2 separate regions of the Mus musculus genome follow, and region 2 is linked to region 1. The links are chromatin contacts, called in public Hi-C maps. All regions are on one chromosome and are shown on one strand. The core of a region is the stretch at or near the end of the contact, and the rest is flanking DNA. Distances in the headings are between cores, read along the strand shown. Region 1 overlaps Ube4b (ubiquitination factor E4B). Region 2 holds the start of Rbp7 (retinol binding protein 7, cellular).

Region 1 (4,586 bases), core at 668-3,167:
CTAATGTGTTCACGTTTTCTCTTAGCGTATAAATTAGTGTACACAGACACACTTGGCTTGTGCTGAACTGTTTGCAGGTTTGGTCGCCATAGAGATGTGGGGACTGGGCGGTGGTGCTGAAGGTCTCATTAACAAGCGAGACAGGACCAGAAGGAGCAGGGTGGGCTGCAGAGCAGTTATGTGGACAGGAGCGTGTCAGAAGAGGGGGATTAGTCCTCTTCCCCATGTGCTGTGCGCAGCCTGTGGCAGGCAGTTCCAAGCATCACTTCCCGGTTAGGTAGGGTTTGGAGTTAGTTATGTCTCCGCCCTGTCACCTGGTCTTGGAGGGAAGGTGGGGTGGAACAGGGTGACAGCAAGTGTTTGCAGGTTTTAGAGGTGTAGTATGAGATTTGCACTAGCAGTAGTGTGGATACAGAGGAAATCGGTGCATGTCTTGTAGCAACTGGATTTTTAGTTCAGCTTCTACAAGTCTACTGTAAACCCTGAAAAGCATAGAAACACACTTAGTTTTAAAAGCCATGGATGTGAGGCAGGAGAGACGGCTCAGTCTGTAAGAGGTGTCACTGCTATTCCAGAGTCCCGGATAAGAGGGTTCACAGCTGCCTGTAACCCCTGGCCTCGAGGTCTGCTTCATGGGCACCTGTATATACATGCTTGTGAAAGGTTCACACAGACCCACAAAAAATAAATATAAATCTTAGAGAGGAAAAAAAAAGAAGACATCAAAGTGAACACAGCGCACCCTACTTTTGTATTATTCCTGGTGAGGATACAGGATGCTGAGCTCTCCGTGGGCTGGTCTCCCTGTGAGGCTGTGACACAGGCACGCGTCCGTGTGCTCCCTTCCCATACTGCCTCTGCCCTCATCCCATGCCCTCCTGACCTTGTGTCCTGACTGCCCCTTTGCTTTTCCTTTCCTGGTCTATTTAGAGGACTTTGAGGGTAGGAATTAGGACTCAAGTGGAACATCTTCTTCAACTTTGTGGCACACAGTAGGCACTTATCGACATGCCACAAGGAATTCGTGGTAGGACAGGATGCTCCTGTCCTATTGTAGCCAGAACACCGGGTGGATGTTCTGTGCTCCACTGTGCACCCCTCACCAGAGAGGTCAGTATGTTCAGTGTTGCTGATCAGAGGGTTGAGGCAGTGTCCGACACCAGCAGTCTGTACAAAGCTGACTTCTTAAACTAGTCAGCGGCAGTGCCACCTTGTCACCGTAGGAATGTCTTGTGTGGAGACAGGTGATGTGTGGGAAGTCACAGTCCAGCTTCAAACCCTGCACTGTGTCCCCTGAGCTGTGTTGCTGAGCAAGTCACTTCACTGGAGGTGGTTTCCTCACTTGTAAAATGGTAGTGGAGTGTGCGGACCCCTGGGTTGTTAACTGAGCTTACACATGGGCTATAGAGCTGCATCTGGCCCATGGGAAGCAGAGGGCTACCTCAGTTAATTATTCACTTACTCCTTTGTGTCAGGATCACCAAGAGCCTCCAGAAGTGACATTGTAAGTAGAAAGATTACCATCTGTCCGTCGTCCCTGTCCCATCCCCTTCCTCTTCGTAGGAACAGGGGTAGGTTGTTGCTGAGATCTGGGAGGTCTCGTGTGACTGAAAAATGTGTAGACTATCTTTAGGAGAACATCCTAAAGACTAGAAGTTGTGAGTGATGTCTGTCTGTGTGTTGGAATTTATTTACTTTGTAAAATTTTAGTTGGAAATAAGGATTTTTGCAGACTGTATTTTATTAAATTTAAAGCAGTATTTTGTGGACCCTCCCGACCCCCACAACGAGCTAAAACTAAGAGGAGCAGTTTGATCTGCCCTGCCCTGGGGCTTTCCCTGCCTTGAGTCTAGTGTGGGTAAATCCGGAGGAGGGGGTGGGACCTACAGCATCAGGAGAGCCATTAGGGGAAACCCTGTTGTAGTGTCAGCTAAAAATGTGACCTGAGACGGGCAGAATGTGGCTCCTGTTTAGGGTCTGGGGCGGGGCACAGCCGTGGCCATGGAACTGCCACAGCTGTTTCTGTTTCATGCTTTTCCATTTTTGATCTGTGACAAATGGAAAAGGAAATCTTTTAAAAAGAACCTAGGTTTAACTTGAGATAACCAGCCATAAAAAGTAGGTTGAGTAAAGAAAAGGAATTTAGTAATACTTGGAATGCTGGGACTGGCTACTTCCTCCCTCTCCCTCCCTCCCTCCCTCCCTCTCTGTGCGTGTTTGTGTGTGTGTGTGTGTGTGTGTGTGTGTTAGGGGTGTAGGGGGACTGTGCAGATGTCCTCTGAGGACAGAAGAGGTTGTTGGATCCCTGGAGCTGGAATTATACCTGGTTATAATCCCCCATACATGAGTGTCCAGGAGCAGTGAGGGCTCTTTGTTTCTTTGTGTAGTCCTAGCTATCCTAGAACGAACTGTAGCCCAGGCTGGCCTCAAGACTCAGCAGAGATCTGTCTGTCTCTGCCTCCTACGTGCTGGGATTAAAGGTGCACTCCATCATCACCCCCTGGCCGCAGCAACTTAAAATGTCTTATTTTTTGAGCCGCATATTGACGCATGGTCACACATGCTTTTATTCTCAGAACTTGGGAAGTGGAGACAGTAGGATCAGAAGTTCAAGACCAGCCTTAGTTAGATAATGAGTGTGTGGTCAGCCGGACTATGTGAGACCCTGTCTTCAGACACCAAGCCAAACCAAACCCCTGATTTTGGGTATGCCCAGCCCTTTAGTGGAGTCATTAGCAAGCACAGTGCAGTGCCAACAGCCAAGGCTACAAAGCAGTGGGCAGATATGGCAGAAAGCTGCAGTGTTAGTGTGCTCTGAAGAAATGTAGTCCTAAGTACTGAAAATACTGGTGGTGTAAAGCCAGATGCAAAAGTGACAAAAATACAAGAAGATATCTGTGTTTGAAAACTAGAATATGCAGGAATCACTAAAGAAAATCAGGGAATCTTTGAGAATGGGGGCTGTTCATATTAGTATTTATATAAGTGTTTTCAGTAATGTCATTAAAAATTTTAAAAAGAACATTTATTTTTATTTCAGGCTAGAGCGATAGCTCTGTGGTAAGGTCAGTAGATCTCTTCCAGAGGATCTGGGTTCAGTCCCAGCATCCACATGAAGATCTGTAGCTATAGTCTCAGCAGATCGCTCTCTGGCCTCTAAGGACTCTCTGTGGGTTATGTGGTGCATGGATGTAGCGTGTGGGCACAACACCCATATGCACACAATAATAAGATACAATGGAAACTTTAAAGAGTTATTTTTATTTTTAATTATGGGTGTTTGTTTGTGTGCTTTTGGCAAGTGTGCAGTGTCAGAGGAGGCCGATGAGGGGGAATCCCTTGGGCCTGGAGTTGCAGACAGTTGTGAGTCATCCATCGTGCATGCAGGGAACCGAATTCAAGTCCCATCTAAGCACAGGCTGCATTCCCAGCCGCCGAGCCAGCTCCCCAGCTCCGTCGTACATCAAAACTTGGCACACTTAAATTTCATGATGCAGATTTTATCTCTTAGTTTTCAAAGAAAATCATACCTTGAGCTGGAGCTGTCAACCTGAGAGCTGAGTGCTTGCTAAGAGTGTGGCACGCCCCATGCTCAGGTCTTATTGCTGAAATTAAAACAGAACACAGCAACAAAGAAGTCGGGACTGGGAGATTGCTTGGTGGATAACATGCTTGCTGTAAGTGTTTAGGGACCAGACTTCAGACACCCAGCACCCTGACAAAGCCTGCGTGGCTGTGGCACGTTTGCAGCTGTGCAGGGGGAGACAGGTGTGGGAGATCTGAATTCCGGTCCTCGAGCAAGAACTTTATCAACTGAGCCATCTCCCTAGCTTCTCCTAATCCCTTCTTCAAAAGATTTAATGTGCTTAAGTAAACTTGAGATAGTGACCTGTGTGACATGTTTCAGGTGAAGCGATTGGTTGGCATGTCTGAGGCACAGGCCGGGAGGAGACGCTTCTCCTCTCTGGGGCAAGGACTCAGGGCATTTCCTTGGTCTAAGAGAGGTAAAGGGCACAGGTGTTGCACAGTGTGAGAAGGACACGCATTTCCTGGAATCTGTCCTTGTTAGGAATCGCTGGGGCTGGAGCTTTGTCCTACTTATTCCTGGTAGGAGGAGTGTGTGTGTCTGGGGCTGCCTCATTTCTGAGAAGCCTGTTCACATCTAGTGCTTGGTATACATGTATAACCTCAGGGTGGTGGTGCGTGCATGTGTGTGTGTGAGGGAGGGAGGGAGGATGAGTGACATAGGAAATGCTGCTGTGACCCATCCTATGTTTATTTGTAATTACTTGGTAACTGAAGCATTCAGAGAATGGCCGATTATATTTTCATTTTGATCACATTAAAAAAAAAAATCAGGGGCTGGTGAGATGGCTCAGTGGGTAAGAGCACCCGACTGCTCTTCCAAAGGTCCAGAGTTCAAATCCCAGCAACCACATGGTGGCTCACAACCATCCGTAACGAGATCTGACGCCCTCTTCTGGTGTGTCTGAAGACAGCTACAGTGTACTTACATATAATAAATAAAAAAAAAAAAAAAAAAAAAAAATCAGCCTAAACATAAACTTTGTGTCTTGGTGTATCTT
Region 2 (4,284 bases), core at 1,001-3,500, 52 kb before region 1:
CAAAGGTCAAGGAATGTCTATGCCATTTGGTGTAAGAGATTCAAACGCTCTTTCTGAGCAAGTTGATCCCACCTTGGCTTCTCAATACAAAGGGCATTTCTCCCTTGGAAAAGGTCACATTCAGTCAGTCAGTCAGTCAGTCAGTCAGTCAGTCAAGCATTTATTGAGCATTTGCTGGGCAGAGTGCAAGACCCGGGGACACTGTCATGGTAAATGACGTGAACCCACAGTCATGCCTTTCAGTCAACAAACAGGGAAATGGACGAGGCATGGACTAGGAGAGGGAGAGGGAGATGGAGACAGAGAGGGAGAAGACATAAAACATATGCAAATTATAAACAGGTTTTTGGGGTTTTTTTGTTTTTTGTTTTTTTGTTTGTTTGATTGATTTGGTTTTATTTGGTTTTTCAAAACAGGATTTCTCTGTGCAGTTCTGGTCATCCCGGAACTCATTCTGTAGATCAGGCTGGCCTTGAACTCAGAAATCTGCCTGCTTCTTCCTCCTGAGTGCTAGGATCAAAGATATGTGCCACAACAGCCAACCTGAAAAAAAAAAGTTAACAAAGTTGTGAGTTTTTGTCAGTGCTAGCTGTGTCACCATGGGTGTCCATGATGCCTGTTAACTGATGTGGAAGGACCCTGTACCGTTGGCAGAGTTTAGGTCTTGGAGTGTGTGACAGGAGACATGAGTGGGCCCAGCACAGGCAGGCATTTCTGCTTTTGACTGTGGATGTCTGATAGCTTCACGTGCCTGTGACCCTGGCTTCCCTGCAAGGCTGGACCATAACTTGGAATGGTGAGTTAAAACAATCCCTTCCCCGATAAGTGGCTTTTGTATGAGTATTTCATCACAGCAACAGGTAACAAAACTAAGACCCACCCGCTTGCTTTTACGGTGCAGACACAGAGCCCAGGGCCTCAGTGCAAGCTCTCTGTCACTGAGCTGCGTCTCCAGCCTGGTTTCCAGTTTCCTTCTTTTGAATTTTGAAAGGTTTAGGACTCTGGTGGAAGTGATGTCACCTAACTTCTGAGATCGCTTTGTAGGACACAGGGCAGCACCTTTGTGGTTCTCTTGGGACTCTTAGAGAACTCAACCTCCATGCTATCTGGGATCCCTAACAGTCCATAAAGAGCCTATAGCTTACCAGACCCAGCCCTCAGCTCTTTTTTTTTTTTTTTTTTAAGATTTATTTCTTTATTTCATGTGTGTGAGTACACTGTAGCTGTCTTCAGACACACCAGAAGAGGGTGTCAGATCCCATTACAGATGGTTGTGAGCCACCATGTGGTTGCTGGAAATTGAACTCAGGACCTCTGGAAGAGCAGTCAGTACTCTTAACCACTGAGCCATCTCTCCAACCCCTGGCCCTCAATTTTCAAGTGTGGACAGATTTCCAGCTAACACACAGTCAAGTCTGACCAGCTGGTCTAACCTGAGCAGGGTAAAAGAAATGAGTTCCTGGGCTAAAGAGATGGCTCAGCGGTTAAGAGCACTGACTGCTCTTCCAAAGGTCCTGAGTTCAAACCCCAGCAACCACATGGTGGCTCACAACCATCTGAATCAAGACCTGATTCCCTCTTCTGGTGTTTGAAGGCAGCTACAGTGTACTTACATATAATAAATAAAATAAATCTTAAAAAAAAAAAAAAAGAGCTGGGCGTGGTGGCACATGCCTTTAATCCCAGCACTCGGGTGGCAGAGGCAGGTGGATTTCTGAGTTTGAGGCCAGCCTGGTCTACAAAGTGAGCTCCAGGACAGCCAGGGCTATACAGAGAAACCCTGTCTTGAAACCCCCCCCCAAATAAATGAGTTCCTATTTATTAGGATGGCTAGGTGCTGCATATACATTGATGTATGTGTGGGCATGCGTGTGTAAATCAGAGAACAGCTGGTTTTAAACATTTATGTTGACCCAGTCAGTATTTGATGCTGGGAGCTGAAAGCCATTCGTTTAGTTATTAACATCTAAGAATAAGGGATGACCTGGGTCACACCCTGGGCTCAGAGGTGTTTAAAGTTAAACTAAAGGAGGGAGTCACAAGGGAAACAGAGGTTGCCAAGGTAGGGTGGGGCAGGAGAAGGGATGGAGCCAGGAGTACGTGGGAAAGGAAGGAAGGAGGGATAGCCAGGGCTCCACACCCCCAGCTTCCCTGTCCCCTCCTGCAGTCCCCTTGGGCTCCATCCTGGCTCCGCCCTCGCCCCATTGACAATATAGGGCACCACTGCCTGTGACTCTTGGGCTTTGGCTGCGGACAGACACCAAACCATGCCAGCAGACCTCAGCGGTACCTGGAATCTTCTCAGCAGCGACAACTTCGAGGGCTACATGCTGGCCCTGGGTAGGACTTAGGGTTGTGCAGCTAGGGGGAGCTAAGGTTGGGGAGCAAGGCCTCGGGCCTCCGGGATTGAGTGAAGACAGTTTGTCCTGTGTGTTCCAGGTCCTTCTGTCCCCTGTGGGTTATGTTCTCGCTGGTCAGCTCCTGTCCTTGTCCCAGAGTCTCTGCTGCTCTGTCTTTCTTCTGACCCCCTTGTCTCGTCTGTCACTCATCCCATCTGTCGGTACCTCTCTGCGTTCCTCGAATCTCAGGTGCTTATGTACCCCTGCCTATCCAAATCTGCGTGGATATGTGGGATACGGTTGGGAGCGGCTGGGGCTCCTAGGGGCAGGGCGGGTCCTGGCACTGGAAACCAGGCAAACAGCAGCTGCAGTCTGCGTGAGAATTCAATTTCCCCGCCAGAGCTGAGCCCGCTTGGCTAATGGCCAGTGTTCGGAGTTCAAGGCTACTCCTGCAGATGAACCGGCAGAGTCAGCCTGAGCTGCCCATGTGTGTGGCGAGAGAGCAGTGCCCCACACCCTGAACCCTGTGGCCTCCAGTGCATGGGTCCACGAGAGAGGGTCTGATCACTGACCCTGCTTCCTAAAAGACTCTCGGTATGGCGCTGACCGGGCAACTTGCTCTGGCTCTATGGATTTGACAGATTTGGGCAACTATTCCTGCATGCAGAGCATCCTTGCCAGGGCTTGTATTGGGATTTATTTGTTCGGGTTTTTTTGTTTGTCTGTTTTGAGATAAGGTCTCACGTTGTAGGTCAAGCTGGCCTGGACCTCACTTTGTAGACCAGGCTGGTCTCAGACTTCAGGAAATCCTCCTTTCTCAGTTTCCCAAGTATAGAGATTAGAGACCTAAGCTACCATATCTTGCTGTACTGGGTACTTGAAAAACTTCCTTCAAGTACATAGAACAGACTTCAAAACCCCAGTAAGTAAAAGCAATTAAAAAAAAAATCATCCTTCTTTAGCGGCTAGAGAGGTGGCTTAGTCATGCACATGGCAGCGCACAACCATCTGAATGCCCTGTTTACAGGGAATGCGATGCCCTCTTCTGGCCTCTCTGGGCACTGCATACATGTGGTGCACAGATATGCCTGCAGGTAAAATTTATACAAGTTCTCGTGAGTCAAGTATGGTGGTGCACACCTATGATCCAATATTTGGAAGTGGAGGGAAGAAGATCAGAAGTGTAATGTCACCTTTGCCTGTATAAGTTCAAAGACAGCATGTGTTATGTAAAATCCTGCTTTAAAACCAGCTGCTCTCTGAGTTACACACGCATGCCCACGCATACATCAATGTAAATGATTAAAATAAAAAATATATATAATAAGAACAATAACTTTGCAGGTATTGACTTTGCAACTCGTAAGATTGCCAAGTTGCTGAAGCCACAGAAAGTGATTGAGCAAAATGGGGACTCCTTCACCATCCAGACGTGCAGCAGCCTCAGGAACTACCTTGTAAAATTCAAAGTTGGAGAAGAGTTTGAGGAGGATAACAAAGGCCTGGATAACAGAAAATGCACGGTAAGGGCTTAGGCAGCAGCTAAGGGCTAGGGCTCTCACTTAGCCAGCATGAGGCCCAGGGAAGATTACTAGCACCTTAGAAAAAGAAAAACGAAAGAACATAGGCTTGGGGCTGGAGAAACAGCTCATCAGCTAAGAGCATTTGGGCTCTTGTAGAGAATGGAGAGTTTAATTCCCAGCACCCACATGGTGGCTCACAACCACCTGTAACTGCAATTCCAAGGACCTCTGTGGGCACCAGCCATGCACATAGTACACATACATGCATGGAGGCAACACATAAAATTTTAAAAGATCAAAATGTAACCTAGGCTGCAGATCTCAGTTAGCGCTTCACTCAGTCCACCCGGTAATGTTTAAGGATCCTGCCATAGTGAAACACTGTTTCTCTCTCCCTCCTTGCAGAGCCTGGTTACCTGGGA

Evidence for each region. A called contact is a pair of places that touch in the nucleus more often than the background predicts.
Region 2: a Hi-C map of CD8 T cells shows a contact between it and region 1, with 1.4 times the contacts expected there. The contact joins the promoter of Rbp7 here to the enhancer-like site in region 1. A contact is called at or near these places in 4 of 15 datasets of contacts at CTCF or cohesin (the G1E-ER4 cell line, the NIH/3T3 cell line, large pre-B cells and 1 more), 27 of 484 Hi-C or Micro-C datasets (the AML12 cell line, CD8 T cells, the G1E-ER4 cell line and 18 more), 11 of 115 datasets of contacts at active chromatin or transcription factors (the HPC-7 cell line, bone marrow-derived macrophages, craniofacial prominence and 6 more) and 3 of 9 other capture datasets (adipose tissue, liver and pancreatic islet).

The regions. Positions count from the first base shown.
Region 1 is chr4:149,400,547-149,405,132 of GRCm38.p6, reverse strand. The region is part of intron 1 of Ube4b (ubiquitination factor E4B); the gene reads left to right. Among named protein-coding and RNA genes, the nearest start is that of Ube4b, 24 kb to the left of the region's middle. Within about 2 kb of position 1,917, at least 70 of the 459 cell types and tissues checked have an H3K27ac peak or open chromatin away from gene starts, as enhancers often do. A contact at or near this core is called in CD8 T cells, the HL-1 cell line, Th17 cells and 3 more, where this site is marked.
Region 2 is chr4:149,452,934-149,457,217 of GRCm38.p6, reverse strand. Rbp7 (retinol binding protein 7, cellular) reads left to right here and starts at 2,250. Exons shown (of 4, transcript NM_022020.2): 1 at 2,250-2,340; 2 at 3,684-3,862; 3 at 4,268-4,284. The coding sequence starts at 2,268.